Regions from separate parts of the Mus musculus genome. Here regions 2, 3, 4, 5, 6 and 7 are each linked to region 1. A link is a contact called in public ChIA-PET, HiChIP or PLAC-seq and promoter capture Hi-C data. All regions are on one chromosome and are shown on one strand. Each heading gives the region's core, a stretch centred on a gene start, on an enhancer-like site or on the middle of the called end of the contact. The rest is flanking DNA. Distances are from core to core; before and after follow the strand shown. Region 1 holds the start of Bclaf1 (BCL2-associated transcription factor 1). Region 2 overlaps Ahi1 (Abelson helper integration site 1). Region 3 has its middle 17 kb from the start of Ahi1. Region 4 has its middle 37 kb from the start of Ahi1. Region 5 holds the start of Il20ra (interleukin 20 receptor, alpha). Region 6 has its middle 44 kb from the start of Gm33510. Region 7 has its middle 26 kb from the start of Gm33510.

The links. Promoter capture Hi-C pulls out the DNA fragments that hold promoters and counts their contacts. ChIA-PET counts read pairs in DNA pulled down with a chosen protein or histone mark. HiChIP or PLAC-seq counts read pairs in DNA pulled down with a chosen protein or histone mark.
Region 2: a contact with region 1 is called in an H3K27ac HiChIP or PLAC-seq map of embryonic stem cells, with 2.7 times the contacts expected there. The contact joins the enhancer-like site here to the promoter of Bclaf1 in region 1. A contact is called at or near these places in 3 of 39 promoter capture datasets (the 3T3-L1 cell line, cranial neural crest and frontonasal cranial neural crest) and 6 of 115 datasets of contacts at active chromatin or transcription factors (the 230-238 cell line, bone marrow-derived macrophages, embryonic hindbrain and 2 more).
Region 3: a promoter capture Hi-C map of neural stem cells shows a contact between it and region 1. The contact joins the enhancer-like site here to the promoter of Bclaf1 in region 1. A contact is called at or near these places in 13 of 39 promoter capture datasets (the C10 cell line, the HPC-7 cell line, HPC-7-derived erythroid cells and 11 more), 10 of 484 Hi-C or Micro-C datasets (CD8 T cells, the HPC-7 cell line, bone marrow-derived dendritic cells and 7 more), 29 of 115 datasets of contacts at active chromatin or transcription factors (the 230-238 cell line, the HPC-7 cell line, the SCID.adh cell line and 23 more) and 3 of 9 other capture datasets (adipose tissue, liver and macrophages).
Region 4: a contact with region 1 is called in an H3K4me3 HiChIP or PLAC-seq map of bone marrow-derived macrophages, with 5 times the contacts expected there. The contact joins the enhancer-like site here to the promoter of Bclaf1 in region 1. A contact is called at or near these places in 10 of 39 promoter capture datasets (the C10 cell line, the HPC-7 cell line, cranial neural crest and 7 more), 1 of 15 datasets of contacts at CTCF or cohesin (the NIH/3T3 cell line), 2 of 484 Hi-C or Micro-C datasets (bone marrow-derived macrophages and nephron progenitors), 15 of 115 datasets of contacts at active chromatin or transcription factors (the 230-238 cell line, the HPC-7 cell line, T-cell acute lymphoblastic leukemia and 10 more) and 3 of 9 other capture datasets (adipose tissue, liver and macrophages).
Region 5: a contact with region 1 is called in an H3K4me3 HiChIP or PLAC-seq map of pro-B cells, with 2.9 times the contacts expected there. The contact joins the promoter of Il20ra here to the promoter of Bclaf1 in region 1. A contact is called at or near these places in 1 of 484 Hi-C or Micro-C datasets (pro-B cells) and 6 of 115 datasets of contacts at active chromatin or transcription factors (embryonic stem cells, epiblast stem cells, large pre-B cells and 3 more).
Region 6: a contact with region 1 is called in an H3K4me3 HiChIP or PLAC-seq map of the 230-238 cell line, with 13 read pairs. The contact joins the enhancer-like site here to the promoter of Bclaf1 in region 1. A contact is called at or near these places in 3 of 39 promoter capture datasets (cranial neural crest, maxillary cranial neural crest and neutrophils), 4 of 115 datasets of contacts at active chromatin or transcription factors (the 230-238 cell line, bone marrow-derived macrophages and cardiomyocytes) and 2 of 9 other capture datasets (liver and pancreatic islet).
Region 7: an RNA polymerase II ChIA-PET map of memory CD8 T cells shows a contact between it and region 1, with 20 read pairs. The contact joins the enhancer-like site here to the promoter of Bclaf1 in region 1. A contact is called at or near these places in 1 of 39 promoter capture datasets (maxillary cranial neural crest), 4 of 115 datasets of contacts at active chromatin or transcription factors (astrocytes, bone marrow-derived macrophages, large pre-B cells and 1 more) and 1 of 9 other capture datasets (pancreatic islet).

What each region holds. Positions count from the first base shown.
Region 1 is chr10:20,311,166-20,313,740 of GRCm38.p6, forward strand. It overlaps Bclaf1 (BCL2-associated transcription factor 1), which reads left to right and starts at 1,304. Exons shown (of 13, transcript NM_001025392.1): 1 at 1,304-1,439.
Region 2 is chr10:21,025,745-21,028,319 of GRCm38.p6, forward strand. The region is part of intron 18 of Ahi1 (Abelson helper integration site 1); the gene reads left to right. Among named protein-coding and RNA genes, the nearest start is that of Gm20149, 17 kb to the right of the region's middle. Within about 2 kb of position 1,282, at least 51 of the 459 cell types and tissues checked have an H3K27ac peak or open chromatin away from gene starts, as enhancers often do. A contact at or near this core is called in embryonic stem cells, where this site is marked.
Region 3 is chr10:20,933,958-20,936,532 of GRCm38.p6, forward strand. No RefSeq gene overlaps it. Among named protein-coding and RNA genes, the nearest start is that of Ahi1, 17 kb to the right of the region's middle. Within about 2 kb of position 1,279, at least 11 of the 459 cell types and tissues checked have an H3K27ac peak or open chromatin away from gene starts, as enhancers often do. A contact at or near this core is called in neural progenitor cells and neural stem cells, where this site is marked.
Region 4 is chr10:20,914,590-20,917,164 of GRCm38.p6, forward strand. No RefSeq gene overlaps it. Among named protein-coding and RNA genes, the nearest start is that of Ahi1, 37 kb to the right of the region's middle. Within about 2 kb of position 1,297, at least 29 of the 459 cell types and tissues checked have an H3K27ac peak or open chromatin away from gene starts, as enhancers often do. A contact at or near this core is called in bone marrow-derived macrophages and neural progenitor cells, where this site is marked.
Region 5 is chr10:19,711,283-19,713,857 of GRCm38.p6, forward strand. It overlaps Il20ra (interleukin 20 receptor, alpha), which reads left to right and starts at 1,305. Exons shown (of 7, transcript NM_172786.2): 1 at 1,305-1,448. The coding sequence starts at 1,352. All of the region lies in intron 1 of Gm33332 (a long non-coding RNA gene), which reads right to left.
Region 6 is chr10:20,881,521-20,884,095 of GRCm38.p6, forward strand. No RefSeq gene overlaps it. Among named protein-coding and RNA genes, the nearest start is that of Gm33510, 44 kb to the left of the region's middle. Within about 2 kb of position 1,286, at least 90 of the 459 cell types and tissues checked have an H3K27ac peak or open chromatin away from gene starts, as enhancers often do. A contact at or near this core is called in the 230-238 cell line, bone marrow-derived macrophages and neutrophils, where this site is marked.
Region 7 is chr10:20,863,916-20,866,490 of GRCm38.p6, forward strand. No RefSeq gene overlaps it. Among named protein-coding and RNA genes, the nearest start is that of Gm33510, 26 kb to the left of the region's middle. Within about 2 kb of position 1,301, at least 16 of the 459 cell types and tissues checked have an H3K27ac peak or open chromatin away from gene starts, as enhancers often do. A contact at or near this core is called in memory CD8 T cells, where this site is marked.

The DNA of each region.
Region 1 (2,575 bases), core at 54-2,553:
TTAGGAAGGTGTACTTCTGTGGCTGAACAATTGTGTAGCGCGTACCAGGCAGGTTCTGCGGGTTCAGTGCCCAGCACAGGGGATCTAATGAGCGAAAAATTATATTGCCTTAGATGAAAAGATAACTTTCCAACATATACTAGAATTGCACAGGACTTAATAGCTTCAAAGTGATTAGATTTTGGTATTTTGAATAGATTAAGAGCTATTGGCCCCTGCTGTCTCATTAATATAAAATAGCACAGTTGTGCTGTCTTTGTGCTTCATGTAAATACAGCTCACCTACTTGACAAGTATTTTCTGAGCTCCTACTTTATGCTTTAGACCTATCAGGGTCCCGCATATAGCGCAGATCATAGCTTCCACCATGGTAGTGGGAGCTGGGTGCGGAGCAATTGCCCAATTAAAATACAATCAAAATCAGGATTCATTGGTCAGTCAGGTACTTCCTCCACTGTGGAGTGGATTGTGAGGACAGGCTGCCCTGAACAAGGTTAAAGATCAGAATCAAACTCTAATGCTGAACTTAACTGACAGGCTGCCAATTACAGCTTTGAAATCCTTCAAGGAATTTAACGTTGTCCTAAAATATCACACCGTAATAACGGCTTTAGTCCCTTGAGTGGTCCTGCTTTGGTAAGAACAGCAGGTAAATATGTCTGCAACTTGCTTCAATTCAATCCTGGCTTCTTCGTTTATAATCTGATTCTGGCAGATCCAGTTAGGGCGTGAGGTTTCCGGATCCGTACAAAACTCTGAGAAAGCCTCAGGGGCCAGGCTCCGGCGCCCGGGAAGTTAAGAGCCATTCCGTGACGCAGTCGCCCAGCCGATCCAAGTCTCACGATCGGCCCGGGAGGGGGCGGGGGGCGAGTTCACCCGAAGCCACTCGGCAGAGACTGCCTTGTAACTGTCATGTTAGGCGTCCGAGGGACGGCGCTTCCGGGCAGACGCAGCCCTGCGTCGTCGGTTTTCCGGCCTTTTCCTCAGTGAGAGAGCTTCTGGCGTGCTCTGGGTCGCCGCCTCAGAAGGAGCCAGGCTCGCTAACAGCGGCTCGGAAGTCAGGGGACATCAGTCTCGACTGTTCTTCGAACAAAGCCGAGCCGCCTGCGGAGAAGCCAGCCAGCCCTTCAGGGCCCGCCCCACCCTTGTCCCACCCCCTGTCGGCTACACCTCGCGAGACCGGGCAACGAGACTTCCCAGAAAGCCTTGGGCTACACTCAACCGCGGTTCGCCAGTCGCGCCTGGGCGGGACGGTGGGAGGGGCCTGCCTAGCGATTTAGCGGCCTGGAAGGCCACGCCCCAAGTCGGAAGTGACGGAGCCGAGCTAGCGCGACGAGGCCGCCTCTATGGTCTTCCTCTCCTTCTGGAGTCGGGAAATGGCCGCTGTGTAGTTAGCACGGAGGTAAACCCTGCACGCACATCGTGCTTCGGCGTGTCAGGTAGGCCTCGCGCCGCATTCGAGTCACTCAAAGGAGAAAGCCGAGGCGACAGGGCGGTTGGGTATCGACAACTCTGACGCGTGGTGACGGGTCGGCGGCGGGAACGGGGACCCCGAGCCGTTACTCGTGCGTTTTCCTCCTCGCTCCCTCGGGTCTGGAAGGCGCCGCGGGCCGCCGGGGTGGGGGGATGGGGGAGCTGCGCCACCAGCGGGCCGGGCTGCGAACCTGGCTCGGGGCCGGAGCCCGGGAGGCCTCGGCGTGCGCGTGCGCAAACCGCTCGCCGACCCTTCCCCCACGGCCTCGGCTGGGACTCCTGCGCGCGCCCGGCCCAGGGCTCTGCGCACGCGTGCTTTTTTCCCCTTTCTTCCCTGCCCATGGCAACGCCGCCGCGTGTGTTAGTTTCCGAGCCTTGCTTGTTGTTGGCCTTGGGGGAGGCGTCTTCCTTCCTGGTCCTAGCCTTTGGGACTCGGAGGAGATAACGGCGAGCTGCGACAAAGTTAAGCAACGGAATCAGCCACGTCGTGCGTGGCGGTTAAGCCGCCTCCCTCGCCTCTATGGGGTACATATGTCGGTTTAGGCCAGGCTTAATCAGATGAAGGCTTTCGATCTGTTTGTAGCAGACACCTGGGTGTTGGCGCCAAAGTTTTTCGTTTTGGCTCCCTACCAACTCACTGTTGTAGCCGATCAGTAGGTGCGTAGTTCCAGTTTCTAGCGGGATGCGACTAAGAGAGGGGCCCTTTCTCAGTAATCCAAGCGCTGACATACCTTTTTTTTTTTTTTTTTTTCTTGTTTTTCCAGACAGGGTTTCTCTGTGTAGCCCTGGCTGTCCTGGAACTCACTCTGTAGACCAGGCTGGCCTCGAACAGAAATCCGCCTGCCTCTGCCTCCCAAGTGTTGGGATTAAAGGCGTGCGCCACCACCGCCCCGGCTACCTTTTTTGGTAAGAGTTAGCACACTTTAGAAATTGAGGATATTGGCAGCGGTGATTGGGGGGATAAATGGGTGAAGGAAGAAGGTTATAGTTCTGTCACTCAGTGCTGGCCTTGAACTCCCAGTTAATCTCCTGCCTTAGCTTCGGGAGTGGTGGGATAATAGTATTTTTTTTTCGTCACTTCTTCGTCACCCCAGCTGAGTTT
Region 2 (2,575 bases), core at 32-2,531, 710 kb after region 1:
ATACCTACCATGTGTAAAGCCTTCTAGTTGGTGTGTTAATCAGTTCTTGATTTGTCCTGTTTATACTCTGGAGATTTGTGGAACTATCAGACTATAACATCTTGAATGGGAAGTTCAAATGTAAAATTGGAAGGCTAGGGCAGGTATAACAGAGCTACTACATATGTGACAGAAGTAAATATAACAACCAATCTGACAGGAGATGTTCTGTCTCACAGTTGTGTAGTGGGACACTGATTGCCATGACAACGTTGCTGTGAGTGGGTGTGGGGTCCTCAGAGCTTCTGTGACTCACTGCCAGTCTTCCTGGGAAGGCTTTAGATTCACCTTTGACACCGCCAGCCTTTCTGTTGTTAACCTTCCGCAGAGCTCTCTGGTTCTGTGTTCTGCCTCACAGCTGATGGGTTGCCCGGTTCTCTCTGATAACTTCTCATCGTTCTGTGCCGTGGGTGGGTGCATTGCATCCTGCTAAGACTTCCAGAGTTTCTGTTCGGAGGTTTCCTGTCTTCGGTTGCTTTTATTCGCTTCTGTGTTTTTCTTCATGCCAATGGCTTTTCTTTATTTGTTGTAAATTTCTAAAGATGAAGGACTAGTTGTATGACTTACCTATTCTAATGTGTGGACAGCTGTAATCTCACTCATTCATTTGCCCACGCATACTTATTAAAACTTTACATTTGTGGCTAGGACAAACAATGTGCAGTTTATATTTAGGATAAACAAGAAAACTATGTCAGGACACTTGCCAAAGTGAGAACAGCTGGCTGGGGCTGCACGCTAGCAGCCTTCGCTCTTCCAGTGTTACTTTTGGAGACTGCTTCTGCTTCTCCTGGCTGCCCCCAGGAGAAGTGCTGGGCAAACCCCTGTTATTTAGGGCTTTCAGCCTACTTGGCTTTTTTTCTAACCTTCGAATCTTTATTTATCCCAGGGTTCTTTCAGTTTGACTTCGACCAGATGTGCTGGTTACAGGTTCATAGCTTTTATCATAGCAAAGATGACATCCACATGAACGACCTCACACACTCCAAAGGAAAGTCTGTCCCTACATGTTCCTAGACATTTTCCATTGTATGAAAGTTTAACATTTCTAATATATTCTTTTCAAGCTTACCAGTGGCCCTCGCAGCTGCTAATGCCAGTGGCCAGTTCTTCTCCTTATCTTCCTTGACCGATCACCAGCTTTGAATACATCTGGTTACTTCCTAATGCGTGGTTTCCTGGACACCACACTCTGTTGGGTTTTTTCTTATCTTGCGAGTCAGTCCTCTTTCTTTCCTTATGCTAGATGCTTCCTGGTCCCTGACAGGCTTAAATAGACTGTTCCCCCACAGCTCTGCTCTTTCTTCCCCTGCATATGCCAGCATCTTTGGTACTCAGGTAGCAGTGACTGTCTGATGTCTTAGACTTATCCTAGTCATCTTTCCTGAGCTCCAGTTGTGCGCAGTCCATTATTGTAGCCCCTGAGCCTCATGTGAATGTTGAGTACATGAAATATCACTCGTGTGACTTAGGAACTCAAACCTTAATTTTAACACTGTGCATGGCCTGTGGGTACTGTATAGACTTCAGTTCTCTTCTGTCTACTTCTACTCAAGTCTATATCTGATCCCAAGAAAATCATTTGGTAAAGGATTGTTGCTTTAATTGGATGTGAGTAATGCTCTTAATTACAAACTTCCTTAGTTAAGAGTTTAGGATCTTTTATCAACATGACTCTGACACTATTACTAAAAGAAAGCGTTTGTAAATTCTACACTCCGGAGGCAGAGGCAGGAGGATCCGGAGCTAAAGATCAGGAGGGAGTTTGAGGCTAGCTTGGCCAGCAACTTTCACAGAAATTGTGTTTATCTCCTACTTCTATCAGTTAGGTCAGAGCATGAGAGTCTAGTAGCAGTTAGCAGAGAGAATTTAGTCTGTACATAAGCTATGGCCTTGAGTGGTCTTTTTTATATTAGAGATGAAAAGTAATATTTACTTTTCAAATAAAAATATGTAAAGTTCTCTAATTTTCCACTACATTTTAGAAAGGGAAACAAAGCCCTGTGTTCAATGACGCACACTTCAGGAATCTCGTCTGAATTCTTCCTCAAATGATCCATGGGTATTATTTCAAAAGAGAGCTTTGTAGGTGTACTGACTAAAACTGTTAGGCGGCAAAACCTCTTCCGTTCCATCAGCTGAAGCGGAGGACTGAATAATCAATCAGGCCAAAGTGCTCCGTGCCTGTGAGTTAGCACTGTGCCTCCAGGGAGGAAGAGAGGGGACTTTGGTTCACTCAAGGCGGGGTGAGAGGAGCAAGGAGAGGAGGCTCTGGTAAAATGGCTGAGTCATGTTGACATGAGAACAAGACTTTCACTGTCTTAATAGGCTTTCTTCAACCATTGATTGCATTTTACCATCTTTATAGTTTTCAAATGAAGTTGACAACTTCGCATATTTTCACATAATAAGGCATATAAATTAATATTAGAATTCATTTCAAAGTACTCAAATTTAGGACAAGTTGTTCTTTACTTTCTTTTCTGATAATAAACTTACTGCGTGTTTTTTTAAAGAAAATGAGTACAGCCTTGTC
Region 3 (2,575 bases), core at 29-2,528, 620 kb after region 1:
CATCCATAGCTGTGTCATTTGAAGTACAAAACCTAAATGTTGATATTTCTCATTTAATTATCATCATGTAGCTTGTAAAAATATTTTAAAGGCTTAGTTAGTACTTTCATATTTCAGTATGTTTTCTGTTCTGTGCATTTGAAAAACAAAATGCAACAATTCTGAATTGTTCAAGAGTATAATTAAAATTCAACACCAGAAGGTTCTGGAAGACGTTTAATGGTGACTCTGTCAGGCTCATTTTTGTCTTATTCACACACATAAATCCCTATCTTCTATAGCAAGTAAAAATTATAAGATACAATTGTGTTCTACAGTGACCACCACTATAAAACAGCATTTGTTACACACACACACACACACACACACACACACACACACACACACACACACACACATATATCTGATTTATTACAGGCATTCAATAGAAACAGCATGTCAAAAAGTAATAAAATGCTATGAGTTTCTTTTTTATTGCAAATAAAGTTCACATATACTTTCAAAGGAAAAAACTTGGAAAACTGAACATCTTAAATAGTTTTGAGATTAACGGAAGGGTACTCCCAACTGGCCATGTCCCAGAATAGCTGGAGAGTGTATAACTTAGTTACAGCCTGCATGTACCTACGCTAGGCATTCCGCTAGGCATTTGAAAAGCACTTTTCACTATGGCTATTTTTTCAAACAATACCACATGCCTAGCCATAATAATGTTTTATTTTGTCATCTTGTTTGAACCAGGCTTATGCACACAGCTGTGGTGTGTTGAATTTCTAAGACACAAAGTCAGTCCAGTTTCATGAGTCTAGACTTTCTGTTCCACATTTGAATTTATTTTTTCTGGAAAGGAAAATTCACTATAATAGGTTCTTGTCTGGTGCCATGAACATAGTAGAAGCTTAACAAATATTTACCATTGTTGAAGTTAGAACAACCATTGATCTGAACCCTGTTGGATATGTTGGGTTAGGACCACATTACTTGCAAAAAGCAATATTCGAATCTTAGGCAATTTTTGAAAATGACAGTTTTGTAGGAAGCCTGATATTCTACACAAAGGATAAAGTGTTACTTATAAGCATGATTAAGATGCATTGTAATCTAAAGGCTTGTTGAAAAGCAAGGAAAGTCTTATTCTTTGTTATTGTGATCTGATTGGTTTGGGCAGGAGAACCAGGAAAGAACTGCAACTGTGGCTCTCTCTATAGGAGAGAAGCAAGCCAACAATGGTGGGGGAGAGTCAGCCATGTGGGCATGACTATAGAACTCCCCAGTTTTACATCGGGAGACAATACACAGACAAATTACGGTTGGTAGTCATCATCTAAAATGAGCCAGGAGGTATGCTGCACCAGGGACACTCTATCTGATGATGATGGCTTTATGCTCAAGAGTGGGAGGAGTTGTCTGGCCTGTAATAAGACCTTCGCCAGTGAGCTGCAGAGGGAAGAACACTGGGAAAAGATCCAAGTCCCCTGGAGAGAAGATGTTGGCAAGACTCGTTGGCTTCACAGACCCAGACGATCTGGCTGGGGTTCAAGGTTGGAATCCATTTCCAGCAGAGAATAATGTGCATACAAAGAACAGAGACAATTGTCTAGGTATACAATGGGCTTAGGGTTGAGAACACAGGCTTGATATGGGTGGTAACAATAGGTGTTGATACAGGACTCACTCAGTAGCAGACCTAGGGCAGCAGATGGATCCCAGATAGACATGGAGCCCGTCTTGTATCATCTGCCATTAGGCATCACTAAACATCACTAAACAATCCTTAAATAAACTTTAAATAAACTTTAATAAATCTAAAACTACTTTAACACTCTTAATTCACTTCTATAATAGTGAATATCACCTCTTCCAAAATGAAACACCCTACCCCACCCTTGCCCCTGTAAGTATGCTATACTTTTAGCTGGCATATAGCTAGCATTTTAATAGGGGCTCACTAAACATTATTGCCACAGTTTGAAAAAACTTGGCAAATTTTTTTTTTTTGGTTTTTTTGAGACAGAGATTCTCTGTGTAGCCTCCCCTGCCCTGGAACTCACTCTGTAGATTGGGATGACATTGTACCCAGAAATCTACCCACCTCTGCCTCCTGAGTGCTGGGATTAAAGACTTGCACCACCACTGTGAGAAGCCCTTTTCTAAAAGTTTTACCTCATTTCTTTTTCATATCAGCTGCAGTTCATATCAACTGTAGACAGAGAAGGGTCAAAGCACTTTCTATGTCTTCATTCCATTAAAAAAGGGAAATGTAATATTTTATTGAATTTTATCAAGAAAGCATGTGTGTGTGTGTGTGTGTGTGTGTGTATGTGTACACATACACATATACATATATATACATACACATGCAACTGATTAATGTGGGTCCAGATACTTGGCCTAAAGTTATGCTAAATGTTTCTATTAGGGGAGTTTTGATGAGTTAAACTTTGGAATAGATGGACCACATCAAATAGATTGATCTTGCTACAATTATGGATCTTAAGAACTCATTCAAAGATCTTGTCTTAATTTGGCTTCAATTGCTGTGATAACATAATGACCAAAAGCAACTTGGGGAGGA
Region 4 (2,575 bases), core at 47-2,546, 600 kb after region 1:
AACAGTGTCTGGGAACAGTGTCCGGGAACAGTGTCTGGGAACAGTGTCCGGGAACAGTGTCGGGGTACAGTGTCTGGGAACAGTGTCGGGGAACCGTGTCGGGGAACAGGATTGGGGAACAGGGTCGGAGAACTGATTCATTTATTGGGAGGGGAGAAAGAGGTATTTATGTCCCTGGGGAGGTGGCCAGAGTCTCTACGGCAAGGTTTGTGTGGCCTTGTACCATTGGCCAGGGCAGGGGTGTTAGACAACACCTCATCTGCGTACACAAGGGTTGGGGAGGTCTTACGGGCCAAACAAGGAATGAAGCCTGATAACTGTCAGGGTAATAATGAATATGCTAGGGTTGATGGCGGGGAAGCCAGTTTCATGGTGACAGGTTGGAGGGGGAGAAGCCAAATCCTACCATCCTTATATTTGAGGTATCAGAGGCTGAAGCTCCCTCAAGCCTTCCTCCATAACCCTGGGCCATTGTGGTCCCACACATGTCAATAGGGTCTTGTTTCATTGAAAATAAGGAAATGATAATGTCTGTCTTACTTAGAGTTGCTATTGCAGTGATGAAACAACATGATCAAAGAAACTTGGGGAGAAAAGGGTTTATTCAGGTACACTTCGACATCACAGTTCACCAACAATGGAAGTCAGGACAGGAACTCAAACAGGAAAGGAGTCTGGAGGCAAGAGCTGTGCAGAGACGGTGGAGGAGCGCTGCTTACTGGCTTTGCTCAGCTTGCTTTTTTTCTTTTTCTTATTCTAGGACACCAGTCCATGGATGGCACCACCCATTATGGGCTGGGCCCTTCCACATCAATCACTAATTATAAAAATGCTATAGAGGTTTGCCTATACTCTGATCTAATGGAGGCATTTTCTCAGTCGAGGATCCCTCCTCTCTGACGATCCTAGCTTGTGTCAAGATGACATAAAACCAGCCAATACAATGTCCTATCCAAACAAACTCATTCCTGTTTGCAGACAATGCTAGCGAAAGCTACATCCAGATCATAGCATCCTAAAAGAACCATAGAGATAGAGCTGGACAAAAATTGGGGTGGTAATTTAGAAAGAAGAGAGTCACGTGATCGTAGGACTATGAAATCCCTTGCAGCCACCAGGTGGCACTAGTGAGAGAGAGGCCAGAGTGTCCTGTAACTGTCCAATGGTGGGTTTCACAGCGCTCCGGTCATATGTCTTTATTGCAAATTTGTCTTCCTCTCCGAAGAAAACAAGGAGCCTATGTTTGTGTTGAAAGTGCACAGAGACAGAGTGCCAAAAACTCCCTCCCCCATTTCCTCTTTGCCTGTTGGCATTTCTGAGCACTTTGGTGGCCTTGCTTCCATCCACACAGCTGTGGAGTAACCAAACCACAGCCGGAATGAGGATGCGTTTTTTTTTTTTTTTTCAATGTTGTCCCCTGAGCAGCCATCACTTGGAAATTTTGTGCTATTTTGATTTTTACTTTTCTTGGTTTTAAGATAGCTGATCTTTCTTATATCTTGATCTGAATTTTTTTTTATTATCCATGGTTTCTTACAATTTTTTTCAGAAATCAGTTTAATTTTTTTTTTTTTTTGCCAAAGTCTCCGGTTACATAAAGTCAAAATAGATGGACATCCATGGTTAGGGGAGAATAGGCAAATATCTAATAAGTTTTTACTATTAAAGAAATCAGGCAGCTAGCTCAGTCTCTGTAACAAAATATTACTGTAGGTACAACCTGCATTATATACAGGACTGTGGCCTACAATCCTATATCTCCCATGCACTTCCTCTCATTCCCACTTAGTAGAATCATAGAATCTAAAACTAAAAATTACCCTTGGGTTGGTGAAATGGAATGGGTAAAAAAAAAATTGTACACTCCTCTCTAATAAAGCAAGCCACAGCCAAATCAAAAGGCAGAAACTGCTAGAGGATAATTTGCACTGCACAAATAAATAAGAGGGTTTCATACTTAATAAAGAGCTTGCACCATTACGGAAAAGACTAACTTCTCAATGGGGAAATGGGCAATGGACTTAACTTAGCAAACTAGCAGCCATATTGGGAAGTCCCTGGGGGTCACTTCTGTTATCGCTCTGTTTCCTGTTCCCCCTTTTCTTGACTCGTCCCTGTCAACAACCCTCTCTATTTTCTTAGCTTTCTGAGAAAGTGGGCAACACCAGGCAAGTACATTAAGATCTTATAGATCTGAGATTATTATGCATTTAAATAATGGTTTTTACTTCGCATAGATTTTCTTATGTTAAAAACAGTAATATGCACGGTGTCAACAAGACAATGGGCAAAAGTGCTTGCACCTTACCCACCTGAGTTTGATCCTCAGGACCCATCTGATGAAAAGAGAGACTGAGCCTCTCTCTGCAAGATATCCTATGACCTCCACATGCATGCGATTGACCTATAGCATTCGGACATCCACACAGGGACAGACACACATACAAAATGCATTAATGTTTAAAAAATAAATAAATTAAGATGGTTTTTTTTCATTTTTACTAATTATTGAGATGTGTTTAATTTGGGCAATGAACAAATTCTCAAACAGGGAATTCATGGTGGCAGAATCTCA
Region 5 (2,575 bases), core at 55-2,554, 600 kb before region 1:
TAAGTTGAAAAAGCAAGGTAGCTGTCTGCTTGAGCTAGCTCCTTTAAGGCTATGAATGAGTCATATTTAAACAGAAATGCATACATGTCCTAACATTGATATAAAAAGAATATGTTGCTATCATACTGTCTTCTTACTTTTTTCAGGGATTACATATGAATCAGTAAGAGCCCAGTTTGTGCAGGAAAGGAAAGAAACATGACAGTTAACAGGCAGATGTCAGAGAACCGATCACTGAGAAAAGAAGTCGAAGTTTGAAACTAGTAGCTACTGATTGCAGTTTCCACTCCTAAGGCTGGAGAAACAAAAGGAAGACATGACTACACAGAAGATAAAGGAATTTCACTAAATGGAGATTTGGACCCATGAGAATTGGGTCCAGCCAGCGAGGCAAATTCTTCGTGTATCTGAAGAAGCTGGAAACTAGGACAGCTAACAGGTCCTGTCCCTCCTCCTCCAGGGCCCCCTACCGGTGTGAACTAGAAGCACAACTGAATAGCAGGGTCTGCTTTAACCCTCCAGAAGCCTTCAAATCCAATCCAAGACTCTTAGGACTCTTTGAGCCGGAAAAAAAACAGGAGTGAAAACAGGAGTGTAAGGCATTCTAAAAACGGCTGCATCTCTGACTGCCTCCACCACAAAAGGGGTTCTTTGTTCGTCTGTTTTGTTTTCTTTTAGTTATTGAGACTCTTCTAGATGTCTGTTGATTCAATTTTAGGGCTATTTCTCTTTATTTGTGCATTTGCAACAGGAGTCTATGGAGGAAAGAGAGAGTCTGCCTGAAGTACATGGTTAATTTGTTTCTTTTCGCATTGTGTTTAATGTTTACAGCTACCTAGAAAGGAGGAGCCCTGAGGTCTGCTTGCACATCTCTGTCACAGTGTTCCCTGGCTTTTCCTTTCTTTCTCTTAGCTGGGGGATGGCCCTCTCCCATTTGGGAGACTTCTATTGTGTTTTGAGGTTGCATCTGCTCTTCTGTAAAATGCAAAGATACCTGACTTCGGGGTGTGGGGAGGAAATCTCGACTAGGGTAAGCAGCATGCCTAACAGTAAGTTGAGAAATATGTACCTATTTCACCCTTCCAGCTTCTTCCGGGATGAAACCTGACATTTCAAGTGAATGATAAGACTCTGCTGTACTGAGTCAGAGCTCATCGGCTTCTCCATCACCCCCTGAAGCCTGTGTGGACTCAGAACTGAAACCCAGACAGCCACCCTCGCGTGGACTCCCTGCAGGGGGAGCTGGTTGTGCACAGCAGACTCTGGGCTCCATCGCCCGGGTCTCGCTGTTGCAGAGGAGCCCCGGGGAGGCCACGCCGCGTTCCCGAGATGTGACCCGAACTGACAGCCCATGCACACTCCCGGGACCCCGGCGCCGGGCCACCCGGACCCGCCGCCACTGTTGCTGCTCACGCTGCTTCTGCTGCTGGCCGCTTCGGGACGCGCAGGTAGGAGAGTCGCTCCTCTCGGCAAGGGCTACCTGGCAGGAGCCTGAAAGGGTCCACGCCGGGCTCCAGCTTGCTGAATCCGAGCTGGGGTTGGGGGGTACAGGGGTGGTAGTAGCCCTCCTGAGTGGCCCAAAACTTGTACCTCGAAACTGGTGACAGTGATGGCAAGGGGCGGCTCGCACTAAAACCTTGGCAAGTCCAAGATTCATAGCCTGTGGGAGCTTGGATCAGAGTTTGGAAAAGCCAAATCAGCCCCAAAAGGGTAAGCCACATCCCGTTTTCCTGGCAATCCTGACGTGTGCGTATACGTACTTCTGAGAAATAACAAAGCATAAAACAGTAAGACATAAAGCACTAGAAGGATTTTCTCTGTTGTTTTAAAGTTTAAACCGTAACCGCTGGAATTCAGAAAGCCAAGCTGATTCACTTTTTAAAAGTTTCTTTTTCTTTCTTTTTTTTTCCTTCTTTCTGTTTTTCTGCCATATAAAAACATACTCTTTAAAAAGCAAGGTATCTCAGCAAGGTATCTCACGGTTTCAATTAAAGACAACAGCCACAAAGCTTCCCAAAATATCAATTGTAATTTTATAAAATTGATTCAAGCACCTGTGCTCCAGCCTGGAAAAACCAGCGAGTGGGGAAAAAAAGTGAGACCTCAATCAGAGAAAACATGATGCTCACTACCTTTCAGAGGCCGGAAGCATGCACGCTGGCCTTGGAGCGGTTTCTGAACCGTGTAGTCTATACAAGAAGATTATTTTCTAAGTTCTAAATTTATGCAAGTATATGGTTATATTTTAATAATCCAAGATAAGCCAAATGTGAAAAGGCTTATTCAAATATCCCTGATATGAATTCATTTTCTGTTTTTAAAGCACAGTTGAAGTTTATTATAAAAGGTCTAGACAGAGATTTAAGTATGGTCATCAAGGGGGATGAGAGACAAGCATATGTATACACACATATACACACACATATACATATACATCTATATGAATGATTACGGGAAGATCTCTGCATACAGTGAGTGCAATAGAGCTACCATACTGAACTTGCTTGGTGTTAATGTGAGAAATAAAACTTGCTCACTAACTGGGCAAAATGATATTAGAAGGCAGCAATACTCC
Region 6 (2,575 bases), core at 36-2,535, 570 kb after region 1:
GGTTTTTGTTTTTTTTTTTCTTATTTTCATATAGGCTTTAGGAAGGTATTGCTATAAACAAAAACACCACACACACACACACACACACACACACACACACACCAAGAACAGTAATCTGTCAATAGAATTAAGTAAGTTAGGAACCTCAAAACTTGAGTTAAGGAATTTTGTGTTAGCCATTAGTATTATTTAACCTCAGCCTTCTAATGATAAAAGGGATGATGTAAATATACTCTATTATTTAAAAAACCCTGTGGCATATGCATCCTAAGAAATAATACAGATAAGCTGTTTACCTGTCATTGGTTCACAATTCCATGACCTACATCAACAGACCTTACTCACAATAACAAATAAAAATGGTTTTTGTTGTTATTTTTAAAAGTCTTACTAGGTAGCCCTGGCTGGCCTGGAACCCTCTGGGTAGCCCAAGCTAGACTCAAATTCATAGAGACTTACTTATCTCTGCTTTCTGAGTGCTAGAATTAAAGATGTATACCACCAAGTCTGACCTGTTGGTGCCAAAGCTATCATTTCATAATTACATCTGTTTTCTGTAAACCAGTAAACATATAGATTGTGTGTGTGTGTGTGTGTGTGTGTGTGTGTGTGTGTGTGTGCATGGCTCACTAGATGTGTACATATGTGTGTAGGGTGCACATGTGCAGACAGCAGAGGACAACCTCTCAAGTCCTTTCTTGGGCATCTTCCAGCTTTTGGGTTTCAGACAGGGATCTCCCTGGCCTAGGGCTTCTTCACGTAGCCTAGGCAAGCTGGCCAATATGCTACAGGAGTCCCCTGCCTGTCTCCTTCTCTCCATCCTGGAACTGCAAGCATGTGACAATATTTCTAGTCTCTTCACATAGCTTCTGGGAATCAAACTGAGCAGTTTCTGCTTATGAGGAAGGAGGTTTATTGATGAAACATCCCACTGACCCTGAACTTCATTATAAAATTGAGAACCAAGGCAATCACACAGGGCTGGCTGACCAGCAAAGGGAGAAGAACCTAATTTGAACTAACCTGTTAATGGTTTCATTATTTTCCCTTAGTGGAGCATGGACGCCATTCATAACCAGCTTAAGGGAGCATTCACTTTGTCATAATAGCAACTAGAGAAAGTATCCTATACACAATATCACAAACTAAAGATCAAAAACCACGCAGACAGATCCTGGCCACTACTGCGAACCTGAAAATGTCGTTTCATCCTCACAGGGTTCCAGACAATACACAGTTCTAAAGCAAAGAGCCCACAAAAACCACAGTAGGGAAATAAAGACAGATAGCAGTTGCATCATGGTGCCGGAAGCCAGCGTTCAAGAAACTGAAGCACAACACAGTGCTTAGATCCTACCCGTCAGCCCAGTTTCTCTGGGCTACTTCCCGGTCGGTTAACCTGGAAGATTCTTATGTTCAATTCCTTTCCCATTTGGACTCCATCCTGCTTCTCTAAATTAAAGATGGAGAAGAGACATTAATTTCAGTCGTGTTATCAACTTCCTAATCCAAATTTAAAATTCACAGTCATTCAAAGTAAATACACACAGCATGTCGCAAAAGGACTTTGTTCAAAGACACCTCAAGAAAGTATGTTAGCTATGACTGGCACACGGACACCCCCTAACCAGGAGGAGCTGGAGATAAACACAGGCGTGGAGTTTATACCAGCCAAACAGGAAAGCCTCAGAGATTTTTTTTATACTGTGTCTTCCATGGAAGGTGGAACTTCCTTTCTTGTTTAAGTTCAGACTTCATCAGAAAAGCAAAGCTAGAAGCTCTTAGAGCCAATGTCTTAGAGCCAATATGATGGTTTGATGGAAAGGGTGAATCAGTCTGCCTGAAAATGTCCTTTATGGTCTTACATAATTATGAACTCTTATTAATAAGATGGCTTTAGCTCCCTCCATAAATCTCAGCATATAGTATCATAACCAACATTAAAAAGTTGTAGCTCTGTAGGCACTTACAGAACATAATAAAACATACCTTCGATAGGTACGTTCAAGTGCATTTGTAGCATTAAGGAATATTTCTCATTGAAAAGAGCAGAGAAGAGAATCGGAAAGAACTTTATTTCACAAATATTTCTGTGAATATTAATTGAGATAAATCCCTAGGACCATCACAAAATCATGTTTTATATAGGAAGGGCGCGATTATGACTAAGAACTTTGACATAAGGTTACCAAGGAAGATCCAGCACAAGAAGACCTTGTCCAGGAACCCAACCCTCAGATGAAGTAGTTTTAGGGAGTGGTGCTGTTAGGAGGTGTGTCCTTATTAGAGGAGGCGTGGCCTTGTTGGAGTGGGTGTGGCTTTGTTGGAGGAAGTGTTGGAAAGGAAGTAGTTTTATCTAACCGTATGTCACAATTCTCATTCTCTCAGTGGCCTGATATTTTTCTGATGAAGTTTACATTAAAGTGAAGCCCATCTTACATGTATGACGTGTCTCTTAGTTTTGATTTACTGCTGTGAACAGACACCATGACCAAGGCAGTTCTTATAGAGGACAACATTTAATTGGAGCTGGTTTACAGGTTCAGAGGTTCAGTTCATTATCATCAAGGTGGGA
Region 7 (2,575 bases), core at 51-2,550, 550 kb after region 1:
AAGAATAATTTTATGATTCACTCTGAGGTGGCCATTTTTTTGAAAAACAAAGCAATAATCCACTTAACTTAGAATGTGCAGTAGCTGAAATGCATAGACAAATATTCTCAAGGCAATAGCTAGATTAGCTTTGGTTATATAACTAGGACTAGAACCTAATCAATATAACACATAAAACTAACACCAAACAGACTGTAGATTAGCAGTTATCTATTTCCCCTTTTACATATTAGTTCTAGATTCATGGTATCATATGTACAATTGGGATTATGTTTTCTTGACATAGATAGATAGATAGATAGATAGATAGATAGATAGATAGATAGATAGATTCATAGATATACATAGATATACATATATAGATATATATTATCATATGCATCAGAAAGTAATGTGACAGACACTAAATTCAGGTATATTTTACTAAAGGGTAAAGGGACTCTATATTAAATAGATCATGTGAGAATGTTGGGCTACTACTGTATTAAGTCACAGTGGTGATAACTTTTGACAAATTACTATTTTGGGAAACCTAAGGTCAGGTTTTGAAAATTAACGATTTGAAAATAAATGATACAAGAGTATTACTATGAGGACTATTTGGGGTCAGATAAGCAATGTAAAATAATTTGTACACGTGGCATATTTGCTGGAATTTTATTGTTTGGACCAGGTAAGAAAACCATATTACATTTTCTATGCCTATGACAGGCGCTCGAGCCACAGCACTCCACCACTGTGCAGTCATATCTGAGCACTCAGCGTGTGGTTGACCACCAGCAGGGCAGCAGCTTGTGTGTGTAATGTGTGGTGAAAAAAAAGTAGATGGTAGTAGAGGAGTCTTGACAATCCACACTTTTAAATTTAGATTCCCTCCTGAAAAACACACCATGCTTTCCTAAACTCTACCTTGCATTAATCAGGGTATGCTGGAGAAGCAAACTAGTGGCATGAATATATCCTGAAGAAAGAACCTGCTAGGTTGGCTTGCATAGTATATTTAAAGGAGTCCAGCGATGCCTAGCTCATTTGGAAGAGGCTTAGAACCCGGTAGTTGCTCAGAATACGAAGCTGGCTGCCTCGACAATGACAGTAGGGATCCCTGGAGCGCCACCAGCTTTTAGACTATGATGGAGACCTGAAGAAGCTGTTTCTGACAGCAGTGATGGAATCAGCAGCAGCAGTGTCATCGTTGTTATCACCATCAGCAGCAGCAGCAGCGATGAACTCACAGTGAAAATGAAACTCAGGGAAGCAAAATGTCAAAAGGCCTTCCTTCCTCCATGTCCCTTCATCTGTGCCACCACTAGAAGGTGTCACCCACACTTGGGTTGTGCCTTCCCACATCAGTTAAGGTCATCAAGACGATTCCTCAAGACACACTCACCAGTCAGCCTGAGGTAGGTGATCCCTCACTGAGGGGCTCTTCCTGCTCTCTTCCTAGATGATTCTAGACTGTGTCTAGTTGGTGATTTAAACGAATCATCACAGAGGGATGCTTGTGGGAGCCCAGGGTTGATGTCGCAAGTTACTCCCATTGCTCTCTGCCCTGTTTATTGAGACAGAGTGTCTCAGTTGCTCACAGAGACCACTGCCCAGGTGAAGCTACCTACTCAGCATTCTCAGGACATTCCTGGCTCCACCTTATGATAAACAGAGTCTCACAGGCAGGCTGGCTCGCCTTCCTGGCATTGAAGAAGGAAAGAAATTGGGGCAGGGGCATTGAGTTGAATTCCATTTCTTGTACCTGAGTCCATCTCCCTGGCCTAGAAATTAATTTTTAACTTTCATACTTAAAATGGTCGTTGATCAAATCTTAAATTTTATTTTGAAATGACTGGTCGGTCTGAGGGATTTCAAACAAGAATAACACTACTCCTTAATTTTTACCAGAACTAATAATTAACAGTAACAACACTAAAGAAGTCTTGGTATGTGTCCAGTCTCAAGGACTGAAGCCAAAACGAACATTCACGCCCTCTGCATGAACAGTCCATTTACATATGGATATGCCGACTCAATTTGAATAGTGTGTTCTTGAATCCCAGGAGGAAAGAGCTAAGTTCATACCCCTGCTGGTTTGTATCCAAACCAAAAAGAAAATAAACAGTAATTGGGCAGATAAATTTATTAAAATTATACATCTAGACGTTTTTATACAAAATATTGACTTCAAAATATTTTCCAATAATGTGAAGAAAAAACATAAAGTGAGCTTTGTATTATCTTTGTAATTTCAAAACTATACCCTCCTATACTCAGTAGGCGCTAAAGTATGTGATAGCTACAGTGGTATCTCTAATGTTTTATGTTTTTACAAATATTTTTCATGCTAATAAACTCAAGTTACAGTTAATAATTTTAATTGCATCTTGTATGTTACTTTATTGCTGCCATTTCAAACTTCATTTTAATTATATAAAAATGTATGCATGAGATGGTAAAATATGCATGGTTACAAACTATTTCAAATATCACACAATTTGCTTATAGTAAAATATGCAACTAGCAGAAATAACTAAAAGTGAAATTCATTATTTCTTTTTATGTAATAATTGTGATGGTTTTATTTCTA